7 separate regions of the Mus musculus genome follow, and regions 1, 2, 3, 5, 6 and 7 are each linked to region 4. The links are chromatin contacts, called in public HiCAR-type, HiChIP or PLAC-seq and promoter capture Hi-C maps. All regions are on one chromosome and are shown on one strand. Each heading gives the region's core, a stretch centred on a gene start, on an enhancer-like site or on the middle of the called end of the contact. The rest is flanking DNA. Distances are from core to core; before and after follow the strand shown. Region 1 overlaps Klhl2 (kelch-like 2, Mayven). Region 2 overlaps Klhl2 (kelch-like 2, Mayven). Region 3 holds the start of Cpe (carboxypeptidase E). Region 4 holds the start of Tma16 (translation machinery associated 16). Region 5 overlaps Cpe (carboxypeptidase E). Region 6 overlaps Klhl2 (kelch-like 2, Mayven). Region 7 holds the start of Msmo1 (methylsterol monoxygenase 1).

Region 1 (3,048 bases), core at 524-3,023, 1.7 Mb before region 4:
AGTCACACTTCTTCCTCTCAAAACTGCAGCCTGGCAACCAGAAAGCAGCCCTCTGCTCTAAGCACCCACCCATAACTTGCCACCCCTAGACACACCTACCTTGACTCCCTCCATCCAATTCGGCCTTACCCAAGCTCCATCACTTGAGATATTTACCAGTAGCAGGGCCCAAAACTCTTTTTCAACTAGTTCCCATCATAGCTAATCTTACAAACACCTCCAGACCAAGTTTTGCCAGAGACAATTAAAGTTTTAAGAGAGACAGACTCTTTAACAGAATATGCCAGTGGCTGATGGACTTCGCAGTGGTATAATCAGGAACTGGGAAGAAAACCTGAGTGGCAGAGTAGTCATCAGGCCGTCTGAGAGCCCCTCCCCACCCCAAGTATCCTTTTTATAGCTGCTATTTCCATCTTTTGTAACCTAAGACTTCCCTGATAGTGGCCCAAACACACAATGCAGACAACAACTACACAATGCAGACAACAACTACCTTGCTTGCAGCATTGCTGAAAACATATTCACCACTTTACACAGAGCCTGGCCCTCGATCACTAGCACTGCCTCTAATCCAAGGTTTTTCTGTTTCCTGGCACAGGGAATTCAATCTCACGACAAAGAAGCACTAGGATCCGCTCTCTTCATTCACAGGATGAGGTTGTTTCATGTCAGTTAGACTTCCTTTCCTGGCCAAATATTCTTAAAACGAAACCCATCATTACCCATAAGCCCCCTCCCACCACAACCTCTAACCAGGCTCCTTCTCCTGTCCCACCTTCTCACTCTGCAGGGTTCTGCCAGGCAGGAGTCCTGCCCAGGGTCATAGCCGGGGACTGGGGGATGCTTCAGTCCAGGCTTCTTCCATTTCATGGGGTGAGGGTGACTTGGTGGCTTAACTTCCATTCACTCTCAAGAACTCTGAGCATTTATTCACTTAATAATGACTTATTATTCATTTAACAAATTCGTAATGGATACCCACCTCCTCTGTACTAACTTGTAATCTAGATTCTAGAGATACAGAAATGAAACGAAGAGACAAAACCGCCAGCCACCCTGGAGTTCCAATGCTAACAGGGATTGTGTTAATATATTTTATTGTCTTCCATCGATCTAGTGGGGACACGCACAGCTCTCCATTCACCCCAGTACTACTGCCTTCCAAGAGGTCTTCAAACCCCATGGACAGATTGAGGCTGTGAGTGAGGAGGTGTAGATATTAACACCAGATTGTCACACTGTTGCTAAAAGCTTCAGGAACGTGAGCTGAGAAGAATACAGAATGGACACCAGGCCACAGTTTACCCAGAGCACTTTGGCCTTGAATCTAGAATCATTCCACAGCAGCTATGTGGTCCTGGAAAACCTGAGTCCTCCTGTGCCACAATTTTCTCATTTGTAAAACATTCCGCTGTCCAGAACGTTGTAAAAACTCACTCAATGCTCTTGATCAAGCGGCTGAGATATGGAATCCAGGCAGCCTCTTGCTGTAAAACAAGTCTCTTATCCTATTATCCCTTTGGAAATTGCTGTACTTTTGTCTCATTGACATTAGCGCTGCCTCCATACATTCTCACTACAAAGGAGAAAATGTAAACATTGATAATCCTAGCTCTCGGGAGCTGAAACAGGAGGTTCACATGTTTGAGATTGGCCTGAGTAACAACAGTCCAAGGTCTTACCTGGAAACAAATATTGAAAAAGCCTCTAAAGCTCCATGTGCCTTGCTTTGGTTTGTTTGTTTATATTGCTTTTGTTTTTGAGACAGGGTCATGCTGTCTGCCAACACTGAGCCTCTGCCTCTGGCCTCTGCTTCCAGCACACTAGGAACACAGCTGTGTGCCCCCACAATCAAATCTGCCTTCTATGTCTGCATTAGATCCTTCAAAAGTCTTTCTTTCTGTATATTTAGAATCTCTCAAATGACTGAAAAGTAGACTACCACTAAGTTCCTGTCCACCTTTCCAAGAGTATAATTTACGGCTTTAAATGTAGCTGTTCGTAAAGGCTTGGAGTTTGATCCCCAGCACCACATAAAACTGGGTGACGTGGTGCACATCACTTAGGGAGAAGGAGCAGGAGAGTGAGAGGTTAAAGGTTACCTTAAACTACATGGCGAGTTCAAAGCCAGCCTGCCACCAATACACCAACAACATGAGACCGGTTCAATGAGACTGACAAGCTGAAAAACTAATTCAGTGTCTAAGATGGGAAGTAGAAAGCAGTATGTACCCTCAGGAGACCTCAAAAGTTGCCTTTAAAACATTAAAATCTTAAAAAGGCATGTCAAGTTGCTCTAAGGGCACTGGTAAGATGTGTCTGCAGATGAAGAACTAAGGATACCCTTAGCTCTCAAAGGTGGAGCGCCAGCACCTTTAGAACTGTGGATAACAACTGCCAAATTAAATGCCAAATATAATTGTCAGAATAATTTATCTCCATGGCCTCGCTCTGTGGCAATCATTCTCTACACTGGGGGAAGTAATTCAGAGAGTTCCTTGGGGGCACTGATTGCTTTATTACATTTGCCCTTTTCCCTTCCTGATCTTCCTTCTCTTCCCCTTCTCCTTGACCTTTCTCCTACACCTGCATTCTCTTCCTTCTCCCTTTCCCCCTCCCCCTCTTCCTCCCTCTCCTCTTCCTCTCCCTCCCCATCTTCCTCCTCCTCCTTTTTCTTTCTTTTTGGAACACCTGAGTTCCACATGTAGTGCTGGATTGCCTAGAACTCAGTGTGTACAAAGCCAGGAGGCTTCTCCTCAGGGATCTGCCTAGCCACGCCCTCTGGGTGCTGGTGCAAACCTGCACCACCATGCCTGGCTGCATCTCCTTTCTAAATCACACACAGTTTTTTCTAACAGGAATCTTGTAAGTTTTGGCGAGAGCTAATCTTTTTTGTTGTTTTATATCCTTAGAAACAATTCTGACTCAAAACAGGTACACAGATACACACACACATACAATATAATCCTAACCCTTGAAGAACTGTTTTCAGGGCTGGTAAAGTTCTTGCCTGGTAAACATCAGGGCTGAGTTCATCCCCCAGAACTC
Region 2 (2,889 bases), core at 51-2,550, 1.7 Mb before region 4:
GACACCTGTCATCTTGTCCCATCACCAACGACACCATCCTACAGATCCACACATCTGTTAGAACAACACGAAATTCAGGCCACAGAGGCTACACAGACCTGGTCTCCAAACAAAAACCTGAAAACACTGAGAAAATGAGAGACGGGTGACAGGAGCTCTTGTCACTCTGCCTCCAGAAAGGGAAAAGAAAAACAAAAAACAAACCCGTGGGACATCAGGTAGAAGCAGCCGTGGCCACGCAAGTCTGAGGTCAGACGCTGGTCTCCAGAACCCACATCTGTGACAGCAGGAAACCCAAGGCACCATGGGAGGTGGACACAGGAGAATCACCCAAAGGCTCCCAGGCCAGCTAGCTGGAGAGAACTGACACCCTATATGTCCATGGCAGAGCGAGCCCCCATAGTACTGTAATAAAAGCCCACACACAGTGATTGACAGCCGCCGAATAAACCTCCCCTGTGTACATGAACCACATTTTCAATATTTCTAAGTTTTTCAATATTTCTAAGCTGATGGGTATCCAGGCTGATTCCATTCCTGGCTATTCTGAAAAGAGCAGCGTTGAACACAGACGAGCAGCACCTCTGGTAAGGCATGGAGTCCTCTGAGAACATGCCCAGGAGTGGTACAGCGGGTCACACGGAAGGGCTATTCTTGAGAAGCCTTTATACTGATCTGCACAGTGGCTGCTAGTATATACACCCACTAACAATGAACAAGGGTTGCTTTTCCCCATACCTTTATATTTAGCCCTAAAAATAAGTGCATTCTATTAAGTGCAATCACCCAGGATCTCTCTCTCTCTCTCTCTCTCTCTCTCTCACACACACACACACACACAATATTAATAGGAGTAAACACCAAGAAAAAACTGCAAGGAGCCAGGAGATAGTGGAAAGAGGCAGAAAGAGTAATTAAATACATGAGCTATGAAATTGAAAGGGATGGGTGTGGTGGAAAGATGCAGCAGAGTTGGGAAAGAAATGGGCAAAGGCACTGGCAGTGGGAGGAGTCAGGCAAAGCTAGAACTATGAAATTGACAACGAAATGGGTTACTTTGTACACTAATTAAAATTTTTAAACTAAAAAAACAAAGATTTACAGTAGTTATAAAAAGTGTATCATACAAAATGGAATCATTTCTATCATAGTTAACCAAAATAAAACCAAGGTGGCTCAGGGAAAAAACCAATCAAGCGACAACGTCTTCTTCAAACCAAGCCCAACGCAGAACTACAGGACCTGAACTGAACCTACAAGATCCTAACTCTTACCTACAAACCGTGGCAGCCGGCCAGTTAGAACAGACAGTCAGAAGAGGACAGACCTTGCAAGATGCTGCCCTCCTGCCAAACCACTTACGTAACGTTCCGATTTCCTAGTAAAGCCACCCTGGGAGTTGGGGGTGGGGGGCGGGAGCACAACTGATACAGTGCTTAGGCATGGGTTCAATCCCCAGGTGTGGTGTTGGCTGTGGTCCTCAGTGCTAGAGAAATGGAGACAAGAAGATATGCAGGACTCCTGAAGAATAACAGCCATATCCCCGGCCCACTTTCCACTTTTTATTTTCACACAGCCTCTCACTAAGTTGCCCAGAACAGCCTTGAATTCACTTTGTAGCCCAGGCTGGACCTGAGTTTGCATTTCCCACGTAGCTGCGATCACAGGCATGCATCACCAGGCCTGGCTCAGTCAAAAGACTGTTACTCAGCTAGAGAAACATAAGACATAAACGACTCTTAAGTATGTATTACTAAACAAAGGAAGGCAATCTGAACAGCTATAAAACTGTACACTTACAAGAAGATCTTCTAGAAATGGCAAAACTAGAGAGAGAGTAAGAGATCAGTAGTGCCCATGTCTGATACGGGAACAGTGGGGGTTGAATGGGGGATTTTCAGAACAGGGCAACTATTCTGTAATGGTGGGTAGGTATGTGTCTTAGTGTTTAGAGGATGGTTGTATGGAACACTCACCCAGTGGGGACTGGGGTTAAAGAACAGACTATGATCCTTTCTACATCTAAAACCACCATCCTCTAGTTCTCTGATCTCACCAGACATTTATGCAATAGATAGATAGATAGAGCTGAAGGCTTTTCTTTTTAAAAAAAATTATCCATTTACTTGTGTGTGTATGGGGGGGGGGCGTGTGTATGTATCATATGTGTATATATAATATGTATGTGTGTGGGGGTGTATGGCTGTGTGTACATGTGGTGTGTGAGTGTGTGTGTGTACACACACATGTGTGCAGCTGGGGGGCTACTTTAACTTGCATGAGTTGCTTCTATCCTTTCCTGTGTGGGTACAAGGGATGAGACTGGGGTCAGCATCCTTGCCTGCTAAGCCATCTTACCAAACATTAGTTTTTCCTTAGCCAGGTCTAAGGCTTGTGCCTACAATCCAAGCACTTGAAAGACTGAGGCAGGACAATCTCTGTGGGTTGCAGGCCAGCCTGAGCTACAGTCTCAGGGTGCCTAAAGAAAGGGGGAAATAAAACAAAAACCACAAAGCAGCAGCAACAAATATGGTTTCTTGAATATTAAGAAAGACAGAAATATTGCTTAGTAGTGAGATCTAATAAAGGGGAGATACAGGCAGCACAGGGAGAAAGGCCTTTGCCATCCAGGCTGCTGAGCTAAGTTCAATCCCTCTGTGTGCGCGCGCGCGTGTGTGTGTGTGTGTGTGTGTGTGTGTGTGTGTGTGTGTGTGTATGTGTATGTGTGCGTGCGTGTGTGTGTGTGTGTGTGTGTGTGTGTGTGTGTGTATGTGTATGTGTGCGTGCGTGCGTGCACACACAGGATAGTATCTGAGAGCTCACTGACCACAAACTGTCCTCTGATCTCACATTCTTGCTGTGACATGTCTCCACTTCAGAAATGTCAAA
Region 3 (2,993 bases), core at 427-2,926, 1.8 Mb before region 4:
ATAATAATAATAATGGAGAGAGGAAAAAGTCGGGAATGGTGGGAAACATCCATAGTCCCAACTTGATGATTCAGAAGCTGAGTGATCAGGAGTTCGAGGCCAGCCTGGACTACAAATTCAAGGCCAATCTAATGAACTAGAAACCCAGGGAGGAAAAAAAGGGGAGGGGGCGGGGAGAGATGAAGGAAGGGAGACTTCTCCTGTCCTGCACTGAGAATTTTTAGCCTGGCTTTTGTGTTTTCCTCGAGAAATCAAAAGCATTCCATACTGATTCCGGCGCTTTAACCAGGCCTTCATTACCAACAGAAAGGCCAGGACCAAATTCTTTCTGAAGAGCATAAACATAACCCAAAAAAGATCCCAAAACATTGCTTAAAATATCTTTTTAATACTAAGCCTTTAATACAAATCAAAACGTGCTTGAACATACTCTGACGGAAAATGCCTAACAAGATGACTGCAGGAGATAAAACGTGATCAATCGTGAACTAGTCATCTCAGAGTGGTTAAAGCACGCGGGGAGGGGTGGGGGTGGGGGGGTACTGTTGTTTTCCCTTAGTAAGGCCATGCATGGTTTCAGAATCTGTATGCCTGTTAGAAACCATCTTTTTCTATCCTGGTAGGAAGATCTACATATATGCACACCACACGACATCTAGATCATCAATATCCTTTTTAAAATTCGCCAGCATCCCCAGAGAGTGCACCTAACGCTCACACAAACACAGAGGAAGGTAGGAAGAGCTGCAGCACCCAATAAGCTGGTCCTTTGGAAATTCTCAAATGATAAAAGCCTCTTTCCTGGCTCCTCTGAGACCTCCTTCCTGGCTCCTCTCCTTCTGCACCTTATTTTTCACTCGTGTCTGAGGGGAAGGTGTTTGCCTTCCTGAGAACTCACAATTTTATTCTGTTTAGAGTTTGACCCATCTGTGACGGTGAGCACCGGGGACTCAGCTCTGGGATTTGCTTGCCTGTTATTCCTGTCCCCGTGCCTCCAGCCCCCCTCTAGCCTATGTTCACAAAAAAAAAAAAAAAAAAAACAAAAAAACAAAAAAAAACGGGTCGGAGATGCGAACGATAGGGAGAGGCTGGTGCTCGTTTCCTTCCCACTTTCCACCTTCCATCCAGGCATCCTCCACCGGGAAGCAACTTGGGGCCCACCTCTCCTTCTTCCCGTCCCCGGAGCCCCTGCAGCGGGCAGAGCACTTACCCGGCTCATGGACCCCGGGGTTGTCAGACAGCTCGATGACCAGGAGCTCCCGGCCCTCGAAGCTGCGCCCCACTGTGTAGATTCTGCTGATGGCGGTGCACTGCAGCCATACGGACACCAGCGCCTCGCGCAGCTCTGGATAGCGGTGGTACTCGAAGGAGATGCCGTCCTCTTGCTGGAGCCGCCGGCGGCGCCTCATGCCAGCCGCTGGCGCCCCGGGCTCCTGGGCTTCAGCCGTCAGCAGCCACCCGCCGGCCACCAGCGCGGCACACAGCGCCAGCAGCACCCGTCCTCCGCGCCCGGCCATCGCGTCCCCGCGAGCTGCACTGCCGGCCTCTTTTGTCTGCCCGGGCCCGGGTGGAGTTGGCGAGCTCAGCACCAGCCTCCTCTCGCCTCACCTTCCACCGCTCAATGAACGGTGCGCTCTGGGGCCACCCAGAGGACAGCGGCGACGCGACGGCTCTGCGCGCTGCACTACCCGCCCCGGGGAGCGGGAGCCAGGAGGCTAGGCACAGGCGAAGCAGCCGCCAGGGATGTTGGGTTTATTTCTTGGTTCAGACCCACGTCAAAAGCCAAATGGCGCCAGGGACCACGCAGGTGGAATGACAGCTAAGACCTTGACTTAGGAAGGCTATTGTTAATGAGAGGGAACCACGACCCAAGATCATCCTTGTAGAAAACACATTCTTGGGTTGTTAACAGGGCCTTTTGATTTCCACCTAGATGCATCAGAATGCGGGGTGGGGGTAAGAAACAACCCGCTGCTTGCCTGGACATCACTGCAATAGTGGAAACTTAAGGGATGCGATTTCATCTACAGCAAGGTCTGGCTAGAAGCCAGAACACTGTGTTTTGATTTAAAGGTGCTTTCTACCAATTTACAGATCCTGCATTTAATTGTATTCAGACACACTCCAAAACCTTTCTAGGGGGAAAAAAAAAAAAGAAATGGGATAAGACGGTGTCCTTTACAAGCAGGACCTATACCACTCATCTTCTGTGATATCCTGGAAAAAAAAAAAAAGACTCTGCTCATGAATTAGACAAAGGATTTCGTTTGGCATTCTGATTCAATCCTGAAATAGAGAAAAATCCGATACAGACAAATGATATATATTGTCATCCCTTTCACAAAGTGACTGCAAACGGATAAAATCATGGGCTTAAATGAGCACCCTTGGGCAGGGCTTGTGTTTTTGGAGCAACATCTGCAGCAGATGTTACTCTACAAAGGTTGCCATTTGGGTGTAACATCAGCACGGATCTGAACACGTGATCATTGAGTATGACCACCAAAAAGAAAGACTGAATGAAGACCAGCTGGGGAATGTTTCATGAGGGACATTTTCCCTCGGATGCCTCTTTCTCTGCTGTCTAATAATACCCTGTCCTGAATAAATCTGTCACCTGGAAAGGAAAGGAATCCAGGTCTATAATAGTTTCATTAGGTTTGTTGTTGGTTTGTTGTTGTTGTTGTTGTTTTAACTGAAGTTTGAAACAGTGGAAGTGCCTTCTCCTACTGACTCCTTGGTCTCAGGAGCAGCTAGAGGACAAAGGGAGTCCAGCTGCTTAGAAAGTGATATTAGCAAGACAACAGGTCGTCATATGGCCTCTGTGGCTCTCAGAAGTCCCCCTGTCTCCGAAAGCTGACCTGTGACAGACATGGCCGCCCACACCTCACCCACCCCATTCCCACCCCTGAGAAATCCTAACCAACCAGAGTGCTATAACTAAGGCACAGAATGTTACCAGCACTGAGTGAAGAAGGCAGGCAAAAATTGTC
Region 4 (2,920 bases), core at 278-2,777:
AAAACCTACTGTTACATAAAATAGATGAATATATATAATTTTTAATCTCTGAGAAAAAAAAAGACTATTAGGGAACAGGTGGTCCCTAATATTCCTCTTCAATAGTCACTCCTCTAAAGGCCAAATAGCTCTTGAAGCTTTTTCAAACCTGTCAGTTACCTTTATTCAACCCATACAATCAGGCCTAGGTTGCTCTATTGTTAGACCCCTTTACAAAGAAGTCGAAAAAATCTGTCTACAGTGTTAATCCAGTATAGAGTTTCTTTCCCTATTGAAAGAGATCAGCTTGGTTCTAAGCTTTAGCACAGAAAGCCATCTCTTCCAACTTTCTTCTCCAGCATTTCCTTCACACAGCTCCTTCTCCCCATTCTTACTGAAGATCACTATTCCAGAATAAACCACACTGCAACTTGAGACTACACTTGTTATCTCTGTCTGTAATTCTTTCCTTCCCTTTTCCTTTGCTAAGACAAAGCTCGAAATAATCTCAAAAAAACTCTCCAAATAATTAAAATGTTCATCAATTCCTCATTCACACAATTCTCTTAGACATTGGTCATTTTTTCATTAATCTGATGAGAGAAGGCACGTCTAAGTCTGAAACCCATCTGAGGTTGGCTATGAATAAAAAAATAATAATCTTAAAGCCGTAAGAACACACACATGGAGGATAGTGGGGCAAATGAGAAACGAGATTAAACATCAAACATACACATGGCGAAAACAGATTCTCACAAATTGTTCTCCGATATCCACACGTACATAAAATCAGTTATAAACATAAATTCGGCCAGGCGGTGGTGGCGCACCCCTTTATTCCCAGCACTTGGGAGGCAGAGGCAGGCGGATTTCTGACTTTGAGGCCAGCCTGGTCTACAAAGTGAGTTCCAGGACAGCCAGGGCTATACAGAGAAACCCTGTCTCGAAAGAAAAAAAAAAAAAACATAAATTCGGATACTGTGAATGAGCTCTTTATATCGCTATACATAAACCGTTTATAACACTCTTAACTACTGTCTTAAAATGCAAACAAAACAGCATTGTTGCCCGGTAGGAATGGGAGTTGTAGAGGCAGGACTAAAGTCAGAACAGAAGGGCTGCGGGCCGATGCACCTCGTGGGTGGCTGTGACCCTGGGCAGGGGAGACCTGCACTTGCCCCAGGGCAGAGGTGGGTGGATCCACAAAGCGGTATTAGTTAAGGCCCTCAGGAAAATGAGAAACCGGGAGACGTGGACAACGCCACCCAGAGCGAGTTGAGAACGCGCTGGAGCACTCCGATCCTGGGGCAGCACCGGGGGCCCACCACCGCCCCACGCAGCCACTCCGAGTCCCGGCTTCTCCCGGGTCCGAGCTTGTACTCCCCGGCCGCCCGACCAGAGCCTCCCGGAGAACCTAAGGGGCCGCTCACCATGGCGATGTCTTGGCCACCGAGGCCGGGCGATGTCCCGATGCGACAATTTCACAGAGGGCAGCGCAGCCGCTCTCAAGTCCGCTTCTTCCCTAACACACGTGGGCCCCGGGGGAAACAAATAGGGGCGGACAGGAAGGGGAGGAGCTGGTGCTTTCTCTAAAGCGTCCCTAGAAACTGAGACGTAATGTTTTTCCGCCCGCCTTGTTTTACAGCCCGGGAGCCACACAAAGGCGGGGAGAGTAGAGAGAGAGAGAGAGTCGAGCTCAGAGAACAGAAGTCTGTCTGTCTTCTGTTTCTGACTGAAAGGCCGGCCTTGAGTATCGGCCAGAAGGCAGCTCTCCATGGGCGAGCAACTTGTTAGGAGATAGCATTACCTCACCTAGAGGTGCCCATCTCCCAGAATGGTGTAAATTCAGCCTTCACTTTTCCTTTGATTTTCTCTACCATTTTCTTTCTATATCTAAAGCCTGTCTCTCCGGCCTTGTTATTCCGTTTTTGAACAGCATGGTAAAATTTGATAGAAAGTCTTACGTAGTAATTATTAATCAAATGCCTAGTACATGCTACGCATTGAAGGTACTTTGACAGTTTCCCTACTTTCTTTTTTGTATAATTTCTATCTGTAGTGGGACATAAAGAAGTTAGTATTTCAAATACTATTATAATATAAATTATTACCATAGACTAAGTGGATTTAACATACACAAAAAAGGGGAGGAGATGAAGGATCAGGAGGAGAAGGGATGGGAGAAGAGGAGATGTATGGGGGAGTGTTAGGAGAGGGATATGGGAGAAAGGGGGGGCGAGGAAGAGGATGACAATGAATGGATTCCTTGGACCCTATCAGACAACTCTGAAATAAAACTAGAATCCAACAGCAAGAGAAACTACAGGACTTAAAACAAATACTTGGACACGTAATGGTACAATTTTAAATGTACAGTGGGTCACTGAAGAAATCAAGGAGAAAATTCTTAGAAACAAATGAAAATCATAGGCACTCTACGAGCTAGCTAAAGCATCCTAACAGGAAAGTGAGTATTTACAATAAAGCAAAATGAGAGTTTCCAAGTGAAGTAATAATTCATCTTAAGGTTCTAGAAATAAGAAGTCACTCCCAAACCCAATCACTGGATAAATAAATAAATTCATCAATCGATCACTATTAAAGCGGGACCTAATGAAATAGAGACCAAAAAAACCCTCAATACATAGGAATAGCTAAAGCAATCGTTTTTGTTAAAGGACAACTGTTAGTATTTTGTCTAAGCTCCACAACACAGTTATCTGGCAACAGCCAGGTAGGTTCTGCCCCCCCAGTTACCTGGCGTGGTCCCTCAGGGGGAAGGGCTGTGGGCCCACGGAGGCATCCCCTTCCCCATGCCTGACTACACCTCCACAGAATATATCCCCCCTTTATCTTTTTATAAACACATCAATAACAAGACTGATTAAACCCCTAGCCAAACTAGCAAAAGAAATCCCAAATTAATAAAAGTAAAGGTGAA
Region 5 (2,758 bases), core at 110-2,609, 1.9 Mb before region 4:
GCTGATGTGACATAGGAGATGGAGTCACGACAATTAAAGATAATATTTGTTGGATTGCATATAAATCCTCTGGGACGACAAGAAACTGAGAAGCAAATAAAATAGCAAATAAGAATTCCTAAGCTCTAGGAACACGGGGTGTGAGGACACAGCTGTGTGCATGAATGCTCTCAGGGATGAAGTAACAATGTGGGACTGTTGGCCACACCATGACCATGACCCTGCTTCAAGATTCTAAACCACACTATCTCCTGCACCTCATAGGCCTCCCCCCAGCTCTGATCCCACCTAAAGCCAGAGTGAACCTTTTGTTAAGAAATAGCTTTCCATTGTTATTATTGCTGTGCATATGCCCTTATGTGTATGATGTTCGAGGGACACAGGAGATGTGTGGGTGTCAGAGGACCACTCTATGGAGCCTTCACGTGGGTCCAGGGATTGAACTCGGGTCTTCAAGTTTGTGAAGCAGATGCTTTACCTGCTGGGACATCTTGCTGTACCCAAGTTATCTTTAAAAATCACAACTCTCTCAAGATCCTATCAATAACTACCCATTTTCTCCTAGTGCATATACCAAAATTCTCTACATGGCCTAGATTTGACCAACCCAAAAGTTTCAGAGCTGCAGCCTTTTCTCTTTCAATCATACTCCCTACAGCCAAAGGGCTACCGCCCAGAATGTTCAGATTAACACGAGAGCAAACTTTTTTTTTTATCTTCACATTCTTCTAATCGCAAATAACCATCAACACACCACCTAGTAACACAAGCTGCGAGGCCTTTGCACCTCAATTTGGAATTATATATTAATCACTGTGATGAGATCCCCTCCCCTCCCACACGAAGCCTGCAAGTTCTATTAGAGGTGAAATGGCAGCCATACTGTGCAGGGAACCTGTAATGTGAAAAGACCCTAATAAATAGTAATCCAGGGAAACCTTGAGTGAGTCCTAAACATCCAAATCCCATCCCACAGTGAAAGGGAGTAAGTGAAATCCTCAGGGGAACTCGAGGTTCCTAAAGGAACTCTGCACCCCATGGAGAATATTTAGAAGCCTCCGTAGCTTGCTGTCCTAGTGGAAAGTCCTCTTCAGGAGCGGGGGCAGCAGGGTTGCGAACAGCTGATTTCCCAAGAAGGAGATTAATCTCCATGGCCACCACAGTCTTGCCAGGCAAGAGTTCTCTAATTGTTACTTTGTTTGTAGAGGCTCGGCAACAGATTCTGAAGAAACTGCTTTCAGAACCCTTAATCCCAAAACAGAGACTCCGTTGAAGACTTTCAGTGGGAATGAATGGTCCTCCCACTGCCAGCCTGGCTTCAATTTATCTGGGAGCTGAGGGGAGCTGAGGGACAGGTGGTGGCATTTGTCTTCCTGTTTATGGTGTATTCAGGGAAAGAACGAGGCCCAGGTTCTCAAGGGCTGAAGCTGCCAGGTGCGGCTCGCCTCGTGGATGTAACTGATGATGCACATGCACATGCGCTCCCTTGTCCCTCTCCTAGCAACTGGAAAGCCAAGAGCATCACAAAGCACAATTTCCTCGCTCACTATCGAATTCATTTCATCGTTGGGTAACAAATGCCAAGTTCCAGGGTTGGCAATTGAAGATTAGCACGGGAGCAGGTAGATTGCACACGGGTGCTCAGAAAGCTTGGCTTCCGTACCCCATCAATTACCACACAGTTCCTTTTTTAAAATGTATTTACATTTCAAGTGTTATCTAACCCCTTTCCCGGTTTCCCCCCTCCTGGAAACCCCCTATCCTATCTCCCTTCCCGTGCTTCTATGACGGTGTTCCTCCATCCACAAACCACTGCTGCCTTCCCAACTCGATTCCCCTACACTGGTGCATCTATGGAGCCTTCATAGGACCAAGGACCTCTCCTCCCATTGATGCATGACAAGACCATCCTCTGCTATATATATACCTGGAGCCATGCGTACTCCTGGGTTGGTGGCTTAGTCCCTGGGAGCTCTGGGGGTGGGAGGGTCCTGGTTAGTTGATATTATTGTTCTTCCTATGGGGTTGGAAACCCCTTCAGCTTCTACAGTCCTTTCTCTAACTCTTCCATTGGGGACCCCGCGCTCAGTCCAATGGTTGGCTGAGAGAACCTGCCTCTGTATATGTCAGGCTCTGGCAGAGCTCTCAGGAGACAGCTATATCAGGCTCCTATCAGCAAGCACTTCTTGGCATCCACAGTAGTGTCAGAGTTTGGTGACAGTATCTGGTATGAATCCCCAGGTGGGACAATGTCTGGATGGCCTTTTCTTCAGTCTCTGCTCTGCACTTTCTCTCCATATTTGCTCCCATGAGTAATTTGTTCCCCTTTCTAAGAAGGACCAAAGCACCCACACTTTGGTCTTCCTTCTTCTTAAGCTTCGTGTACCTCACAGTTCTTATTAAGCTATCAGTATTGAAGTTTTTTCACAAGGCAATAGTCCTCCATTGAGATGTTATTAAAAGGCAGTCATCATACATAGAGAATCCTATTTAATACGGTTCTCTATTAATTATCTAAAAAATATCAAGTTTCTTTTGTCGTATGTAGCATGGAATAACTAATCTACCTGATAAGATTGGCACTGTCATTAACACAAGTAACACAAGTGTACTTTTGTGTGTCAACTTGACACAAGCTAGAGCCATCAAAGGAAGGAGACTCAGTTGAGCAAATGTCCCCAAGAGATCTAGCTGTAAGGCATTTTCTCAAGTAATGATCAAGTGGGGAGGACTAAGACCATTGTTGGTGGTGTCATCC
Region 6 (2,700 bases), core at 150-2,649, 1.7 Mb before region 4:
ATGTCTGACGCCCAAAAAGGTTGAAAGCCGGCCTTTTATGTTAGTGCTGGGAACAAAACCTGGGTCTTCTGCAAGAGCATCCAGAGCTTTTAACTGCTGAGCAATCTCTCCAGACCCTATTTAATCAGCTTTTAGTGTCACCCTTATCCCCAAAGCTTTTTTTTTTTTTTTTAGTTTTTCGAGACAGGGTTTCTCTGTGCATCCCTGGCTGTCCTGGAACTCACTTTGTAGACCAGGCTGGCCTCGAACTCAGAAATTCACCTGCCTCTGCCTCCTGAGTGCTGGGATTAAAGGCGTGCGTCCCCAAAGCTTTTAAACCAGATCTCTTTATATAGTCGACGCTGGCCTGAACGTGAGCTCTTCCGGCCTCAGCCTGTTGAGTGCTAGGACTTCAAGTGTGTCACAGGAAGGCTCAGTGTGTGACAATGACCCTTAACATGCATGAGAATCACCTTAGCAACAGGCAGGTACTGTCCCCAACAACCACAAATGTCACCACCAAAACAAGTTACATGTTTCCCTGTCTAAAAGTATCTCTCCGCATTCTTTATGGCTGGAATTAGAAGCCTGTCCTCGGCATTAATGAATGGAAATACAATGCAAGTAACGATTTTTCAGTAGTCACATTGAAAAGTTAAAAATAAACAAGATTAATTTCAATACAATATTCCATTTAAATCCCTGAGTCCCCAGGCTCAGAGGATAAAAGCATTTGCCATCAAAGCTGAAGACGTGAGTTCAAATACCCGAACATAGTGGTAGAAGAGAAGTGATTCCCACAGGCTTTCCTTAACTGTCACATGTGCCCACACATGTACACCGTGTGCGTGTCACACATAACACACATACACATACACACACACACAAATGAACAAATGAATAGGCAGAATATCTGATATGTTTAACATACAATCTGTATGTTTTAGATTAAAAACCTATTTTATTAGCAGAAGCACAGTGGTAGAACACGCCTGTCATCCAGTACTTGGACAGCAAAGGGAGGGTCAGGAGTTCAAGGTCATCCTCACCCAGGAATACACAGGACCTTCTCTCAAAGGAAAGAAAGAGAAATGAACGACGTCCCTGGAAAGCCACAGTAGACTTTTCTTAGAGAAAGCCTGAACTCACTCGCCGGGCTTGACCAGCCGCTGCTGGACGGAGGAGCTCTCTAGCACCTGCGCTTCGCTTCTGATGGCCTCGCTTCTCCTAAAAACCTCGCAGAAAAGCTTTTGATGTTCCCTGTGTTCGAGCAACAATGGGGGAGGGGAGGGGCCCCTATGGACAAAGAGAAATAAAAGGAAGACTAATGGGTGCGTGTGCATTAGAGTGACGTTACCTTCTGAGTTCGTTCATGACTTTAAAGGCTTTCTTCATGTGCCAGGGGTTCACCGTCAGTGGGCAATGTTTCTCAGGATTCTCGTCTTTTGAATCGAGGGGCTTCTGATGACCCTGCTTTGTGCATCTGTACACAGAGAAAAGAACAAAAAGGGAAGACAACGCTCTCATTAAAGGATAATTCAGTTCCGGCTTGTCAAGCTACAGACCAACCGAATGCCTGCCACCCTCCCCCGCTCATTTAGAAGGCGGCAGTCCTCCAAGCGAGAGTAAGATGCAACTCAACTCGGAGCACTTTCCTACAGACACTGTGGTTTCTACAAAAAAAAAAAAAAAAAAAAAAGTGGGTAATTATCTCCCTGGTGTCAAAGACCTGTCAAATATAAACGATGAAGATTCAGGGAAAATGGCTTAACAGAGCGAGCTCTCTAAATAATAAAGATGCTGCAAAAGATCTCTGCTGGAAATCAACTTGCTTTTATAATCAAAGTACAGTCATACCCATGCATACATGTTATACAGAGCGGGGAGGGGAGAGAGGGGGAGAGGGAGGGTGTTTGTTTGCAAACTACTTTAAGCAAACTTCAGATGCAGAACCTGATTTAAACATGCTCTCTTTGCAAAGATACTCAGCCCATGGATTTTGGGCCTACACTAGAAAGAGATTCATCATATTAACTGAAGTTCAGGACACACAGCGGCAGCTTCTGCAGATAATGGTACGCTCTCATTATTTATAATTGTCACAACAACTCTGTAAGCTAATTACCATAATTAGCCCATTTCACAGATGAAGAGACTGAGGTGGGAAGGAGGCAATGAGTGGCACATTGCGTATCAAGGCACAGCCGACCTGACTGCTCTCTACCACTTCCAGCGTCAAAGAGGTTAACCATGTTCAGATGGACCATTTTTCTTTTTTTTTTTTTTTTTAAAGAAAAGCTTTGTTTTCTTTTTATGGATATGAATATATATCTGTATGTTGGGGGGCAGTCCATGGAAGCAAGAAGAGGGCATTGCCTCTTCTCTAGAGTCACTGAGAGTTGTCAGCCACCAGGATAGGGACTGGGAACCCAACTCCAGTCCTCTGCCAGGGCAGCACACACTCTTAGCTGCTGAGCCAAGTCTCCAGCCCCTATACTTATGGTGTTTAAGAACACAAGACTTTAAGTATTGGATATGAACTGTTCCTTTGAGAGGTGGAGGCATAGAATTTGTCAGAATTAGGAATGTGATGTGAGAGCCAAGAACTGCTAACTATATGGACGCAAGGGGAATTTGCAAAGTGACACATGCATAACTCAGGACATTTACTACAAATCATTGGATTACATGTATTTTACAGAATATAAATTATACTTCAAA
Region 7 (2,717 bases), core at 33-2,532, 1.8 Mb before region 4:
TCTCTCTCTCTCTCTCTCTCTCTCTCTCTCTCTCTCTCTCTCTCTCTCTCTCTCTCTCTCTGCCTGTCTCTCTGTGTCTCAAGATCTGTGTCTTAAGTTGGGCTTAAAACTATGAAACTAAGGACGACCTTGAACTCCTGATACCCTGCTGAGATTACCAGTGTTCGCCCACACACTCAGCAACCATCAAGATTTGACATTTCTCCATTTGACATTTTTCCTAGTCTCATGGAATGCTGGTTGATACCCATCATCTGTAACTCTTATCCTGATTTAGATTCTGATTACCCAAAAGGCTGCTGGCCTGGATCAAACTTGAATGCATCCTACAGTGCCTCAGGTGCCCATCGCAAACACGCTTTAATGCCTAACTTGAGAAACTTCATCACCTCCAAAAGAGCTGTTCTAGTCTCTAACTCGGCATCCTCGACTAAGTCTCCCAACTTCCACACAATGCTGAGACAGCGTTCAGTTACCTCAAGTTCACGCTCCGTAATGAGGAGAGGAAAACAGGGCATGTAGTTTTAAACAAAGTGTCAGATAAAGTGATCAGACAGGAGAGGGGAAAGCAGGCTTTGCTGAAATGAATATCCTGCCTTTTCAGTTTTGAGCAGCCTGCTTGCCTGGAAATTCGATCTGAATCAGGTAGACTAGATCCTCGGATTTCAAAAAATAAAAAGGATGAAAAAAAAAATGTATTCGTAGGATAACTTAACTCCTGGCTGACGATCCCAGCCCCTCTTTCGGCACTGCAGCTTAGAGAAGCCTTAGGCACAGGGTCAGGATCCATTTAAACATAAGTTTAAACCTTCATGGTTCAAGCGCGGGTAATTCTCCTAATGTGAAGCCCAGACCTCTCGTCCATGCACCCCTCTCTCACATGGAGCCACATCCTACAATACCTCTGGGACAGCTTCCTAGATCCACAAACACAGAACACACCCTACTCCCCCACTTGGTGATGGTGTTTTTGTAAAAAGTTTTTAAGACTCAAGTCAATGAACCAGACTCCAGGTGATTGCAAACTCTTTAAAGGGCAGGAAGTGTTGTCATTCCAGTTGCATCACTTGAGAACCTAGGCTCCTTGCCTGGAGTCTCGCACAGCCCACCCAGGTTCTTCCCACCGCATCCTTACCGGCCTCAGCCGGACACCACCCTGCTGGTCCCCGTCTCAGTCGCCCTCCACCCGGATCAGGCTAGAGAGCGCCTTACCTGGCGTCCCCGCGACAGACAGCGGTCTAAGCGCAAGTCCTGGCAGGTGCAGCGGCCTCCTCACTACCTCTGCCGGCTCAGGGGCAGGGCCCGGAGGCCGGGCCCCGGCTCGCCTGTCGTAATTGGTCCGCCCCACTCCCGCCCTGCCTTCGCCGTGCAGTGATTGGTCCGTGCTAAGGCCCGGCAGCGTGTGACTCAAGTCAACGAAGCCCTAGCGGCGCCAGTCATTGGCTGCGCGGATGGAGTGAGAATAGTGAGACCCGCGCGGCCAGCCAGTCGTCCGCGCGGCAGCGCAGCTGGAGGCGGGGCGCCGCGCGAGCGCGTGACGGCGTGACGGGGCGGGGCAGCCGCGCGGACCCGGCGTCGCCTTGGCAACCAAGCGGTGGGTTCCTAGGCGCCCAGTGCTGTGGGTGCGCTGGGTTGTAGCATCTTGCTACTCACATTGGCTTGGCTTCATCCAGAACCCGGGGAAAAAAGTGGTATATATGTTTTAAAGACTGATTTGAGTTTTTGGTCTTGCTTTCCTGTAGTTTATTCTGGATTTCGATCTTTCTTTTTTTTTTGAAAATGACACTTATTTCTTATTATTTATACTAGTATGAATACTACATTTATTTTCACTTTAAACTGGTCCACATATCATATAGTTTAGTTATAATAGTTTGAATTCCATTATAAATAATTAATTTTTACATACTAAATTTATTCTTCAAATTTATTAATGTATCCTTTTTCTTACACTCACAGAGCCAGAGACACAGAAAGCTAGAGAGACAGAGAGATAGACAGATAGGTATGATGGGGCTTGAGGGAGTTATAGTTGGGGAATGAGGGGAAAATATGGTCAAGATAAACTGTATAGATGGATGACATTTTCAAATAATATAAAATAATAAAAACAAAATCAGTGATGTAAGTTGGATTTTTTTTAGGCTACCCTGGAGTTTTTAAAAAAATCACTTTCTAATATTTATTGTAATCAGATTAATAAAACTAGGAATTAAATTTTCATGTTAATAATATTTTTGAGACATAAATATGAAAATGATATTAAGGTAACCTGACAATTTATATGTAATGGACAATTTTGTGTATTAGATTTCGATCTTCCTTAAGACAGGTCTCGAGTTATAGTCTGGCCTTTGAGCTGGATACGTAACCTAAGGACGGCCTTGACCTCTAGTCCTCAGGCCTTGGATCATCCATCTTGCCCCCCACGTACTTTAATAAGTGAAGCTTTTTTCAAAGTTCTATTCTTTTTATCTCATTTAGTGTCTGTCTGTGAGTGTGTGTTCACAAGGGGAGTTTGTGCTTCCTTCTGCTTTGTGCTGCTGAGGGTTAACCTCATACGCTCAGGCTTGTGCTGACTGAGCCTGGCAACTATCTTTTAATAAATCTCTGCACATGGACCATAGGGTACTAGTGCAATATAGATCCTGCAATAGCTGAGGGATGCCAGCATTTCCCGTGTTGCAGATTGAGAACAAAGCTCAGAGAGGCTAGGG

Evidence for each region. Promoter capture Hi-C pulls out the DNA fragments that hold promoters and counts their contacts. HiCAR-type assays count read pairs that join an accessible place to other places. HiChIP or PLAC-seq counts read pairs in DNA pulled down with a chosen protein or histone mark.
Region 1: a promoter capture Hi-C map of liver shows a contact between it and region 4, with 3 times the contacts expected there. The contact joins the enhancer-like site here to the promoter of Tma16 in region 4. A contact is called at or near these places in 8 of 39 promoter capture datasets (the 3T3-L1 cell line, the C10 cell line, the HPC-7 cell line and 5 more) and 3 of 115 datasets of contacts at active chromatin or transcription factors (bone marrow-derived dendritic cells, embryonic stem cells and large pre-B cells).
Region 2: a promoter capture Hi-C map of 3T3-L1-derived adipocytes shows a contact between it and region 4, with 7 times the contacts expected there. The contact joins the enhancer-like site here to the promoter of Tma16 in region 4. A contact is called at or near these places in 5 of 39 promoter capture datasets (3T3-L1-derived adipocytes, embryonic stem cells, hippocampal neurons and 2 more) and 3 of 115 datasets of contacts at active chromatin or transcription factors (astrocytes, bone marrow-derived dendritic cells and large pre-B cells).
Region 3: a contact with region 4 is called in a HiCAR-type map of astrocytes, with 5 times the contacts expected there. The contact joins the promoter of Cpe here to the promoter of Tma16 in region 4. A contact is called at or near these places in 6 of 39 promoter capture datasets (the 3T3-L1 cell line, embryonic stem cells, liver and 2 more) and 1 of 115 datasets of contacts at active chromatin or transcription factors (astrocytes).
Region 5: a contact with region 4 is called in a promoter capture Hi-C map of hippocampal neurons, with 3 times the contacts expected there. The contact joins the enhancer-like site here to the promoter of Tma16 in region 4. A contact is called at or near these places in 4 of 39 promoter capture datasets (hippocampal neurons, liver, pre-B cells and 1 more), 1 of 15 datasets of contacts at CTCF or cohesin (large pre-B cells), 2 of 484 Hi-C or Micro-C datasets (B cells and pre-B cells) and 3 of 115 datasets of contacts at active chromatin or transcription factors (astrocytes, embryonic stem cells and forebrain).
Region 6: an H3K27ac HiChIP or PLAC-seq map of embryonic stem cells shows a contact between it and region 4, with 16 times the contacts expected there. The contact joins the enhancer-like site here to the promoter of Tma16 in region 4. A contact is called at or near these places in 7 of 39 promoter capture datasets (the HPC-7 cell line, embryonic stem cells, hippocampal neurons and 2 more), 1 of 484 Hi-C or Micro-C datasets (cortical glia), 8 of 115 datasets of contacts at active chromatin or transcription factors (the NIH/3T3 cell line, astrocytes, bone marrow-derived dendritic cells and 5 more) and 1 of 9 other capture datasets (pancreatic islet).
Region 7: a promoter capture Hi-C map of pre-B cells shows a contact between it and region 4. The contact joins the promoter of Msmo1 here to the promoter of Tma16 in region 4. A contact is called at or near these places in 12 of 39 promoter capture datasets (the 3T3-L1 cell line, 3T3-L1-derived adipocytes, the C10 cell line and 6 more), 4 of 484 Hi-C or Micro-C datasets (the Ba/F3 cell line, bone marrow-derived macrophages, embryonic stem cells and 1 more), 11 of 115 datasets of contacts at active chromatin or transcription factors (astrocytes, bone marrow-derived dendritic cells, embryonic hindbrain and 6 more) and 4 of 9 other capture datasets (bone marrow-derived macrophages, embryonic stem cells, liver and 1 more).

What each region holds. Positions count from the first base shown.
Region 1 is chr8:64,788,943-64,791,990 of GRCm38.p6, forward strand. All of the region lies in intron 4 of Klhl2 (kelch-like 2, Mayven), which reads right to left. All of the region lies in intron 3 of Gm46040 (a long non-coding RNA gene), which reads left to right. Among named protein-coding and RNA genes, the nearest start is that of Gm46040, 15 kb to the left of the region's middle. Within about 2 kb of position 1,774, at least 16 of the 459 cell types and tissues checked have an H3K27ac peak or open chromatin away from gene starts, as enhancers often do. A contact at or near this core is called in liver, where this site is marked.
Region 2 is chr8:64,765,936-64,768,824 of GRCm38.p6, forward strand. All of the region lies in intron 5 of Klhl2 (kelch-like 2, Mayven), which reads right to left. Among named protein-coding and RNA genes, the nearest start is that of Gm46040, 8.1 kb to the right of the region's middle. Within about 2 kb of position 1,301, at least 26 of the 459 cell types and tissues checked have an H3K27ac peak or open chromatin away from gene starts, as enhancers often do. A contact at or near this core is called in 3T3-L1-derived adipocytes, where this site is marked.
Region 3 is chr8:64,691,433-64,694,425 of GRCm38.p6, forward strand. It overlaps Cpe (carboxypeptidase E), which reads right to left and starts at 1,677. Exons shown (of 9, transcript NM_013494.4): 1 at 1,211-1,677. The coding sequence starts at 1,517.
Region 4 is chr8:66,485,003-66,487,922 of GRCm38.p6, forward strand. Tma16 (translation machinery associated 16) reads right to left here and starts at 1,528. Exons shown (of 7, transcript NM_025465.3): 1 at 1,410-1,528. The coding sequence starts at 1,412.
Region 5 is chr8:64,623,547-64,626,304 of GRCm38.p6, forward strand. All of the region lies in intron 1 of Cpe (carboxypeptidase E), which reads right to left. Among named protein-coding and RNA genes, the nearest start is that of Cpe, 68 kb to the right of the region's middle. Within about 2 kb of position 1,360, at least 31 of the 459 cell types and tissues checked have an H3K27ac peak or open chromatin away from gene starts, as enhancers often do. A contact at or near this core is called in hippocampal neurons, where this site is marked.
Region 6 is chr8:64,833,107-64,835,806 of GRCm38.p6, forward strand. Klhl2 (kelch-like 2, Mayven) reads right to left here. Exons shown (of 15, transcript NM_178633.3): 2 at 1,337-1,462. Among named protein-coding and RNA genes, the nearest start is that of Klhl2, 15 kb to the right of the region's middle. Within about 2 kb of position 1,400, at least 25 of the 459 cell types and tissues checked have an H3K27ac peak or open chromatin away from gene starts, as enhancers often do. A contact at or near this core is called in the HPC-7 cell line and embryonic stem cells, where this site is marked.
Region 7 is chr8:64,732,296-64,735,012 of GRCm38.p6, forward strand. It overlaps Msmo1 (methylsterol monoxygenase 1), which reads right to left and starts at 1,283. Exons shown (of 6, transcript NM_025436.3): 1 at 1,213-1,283.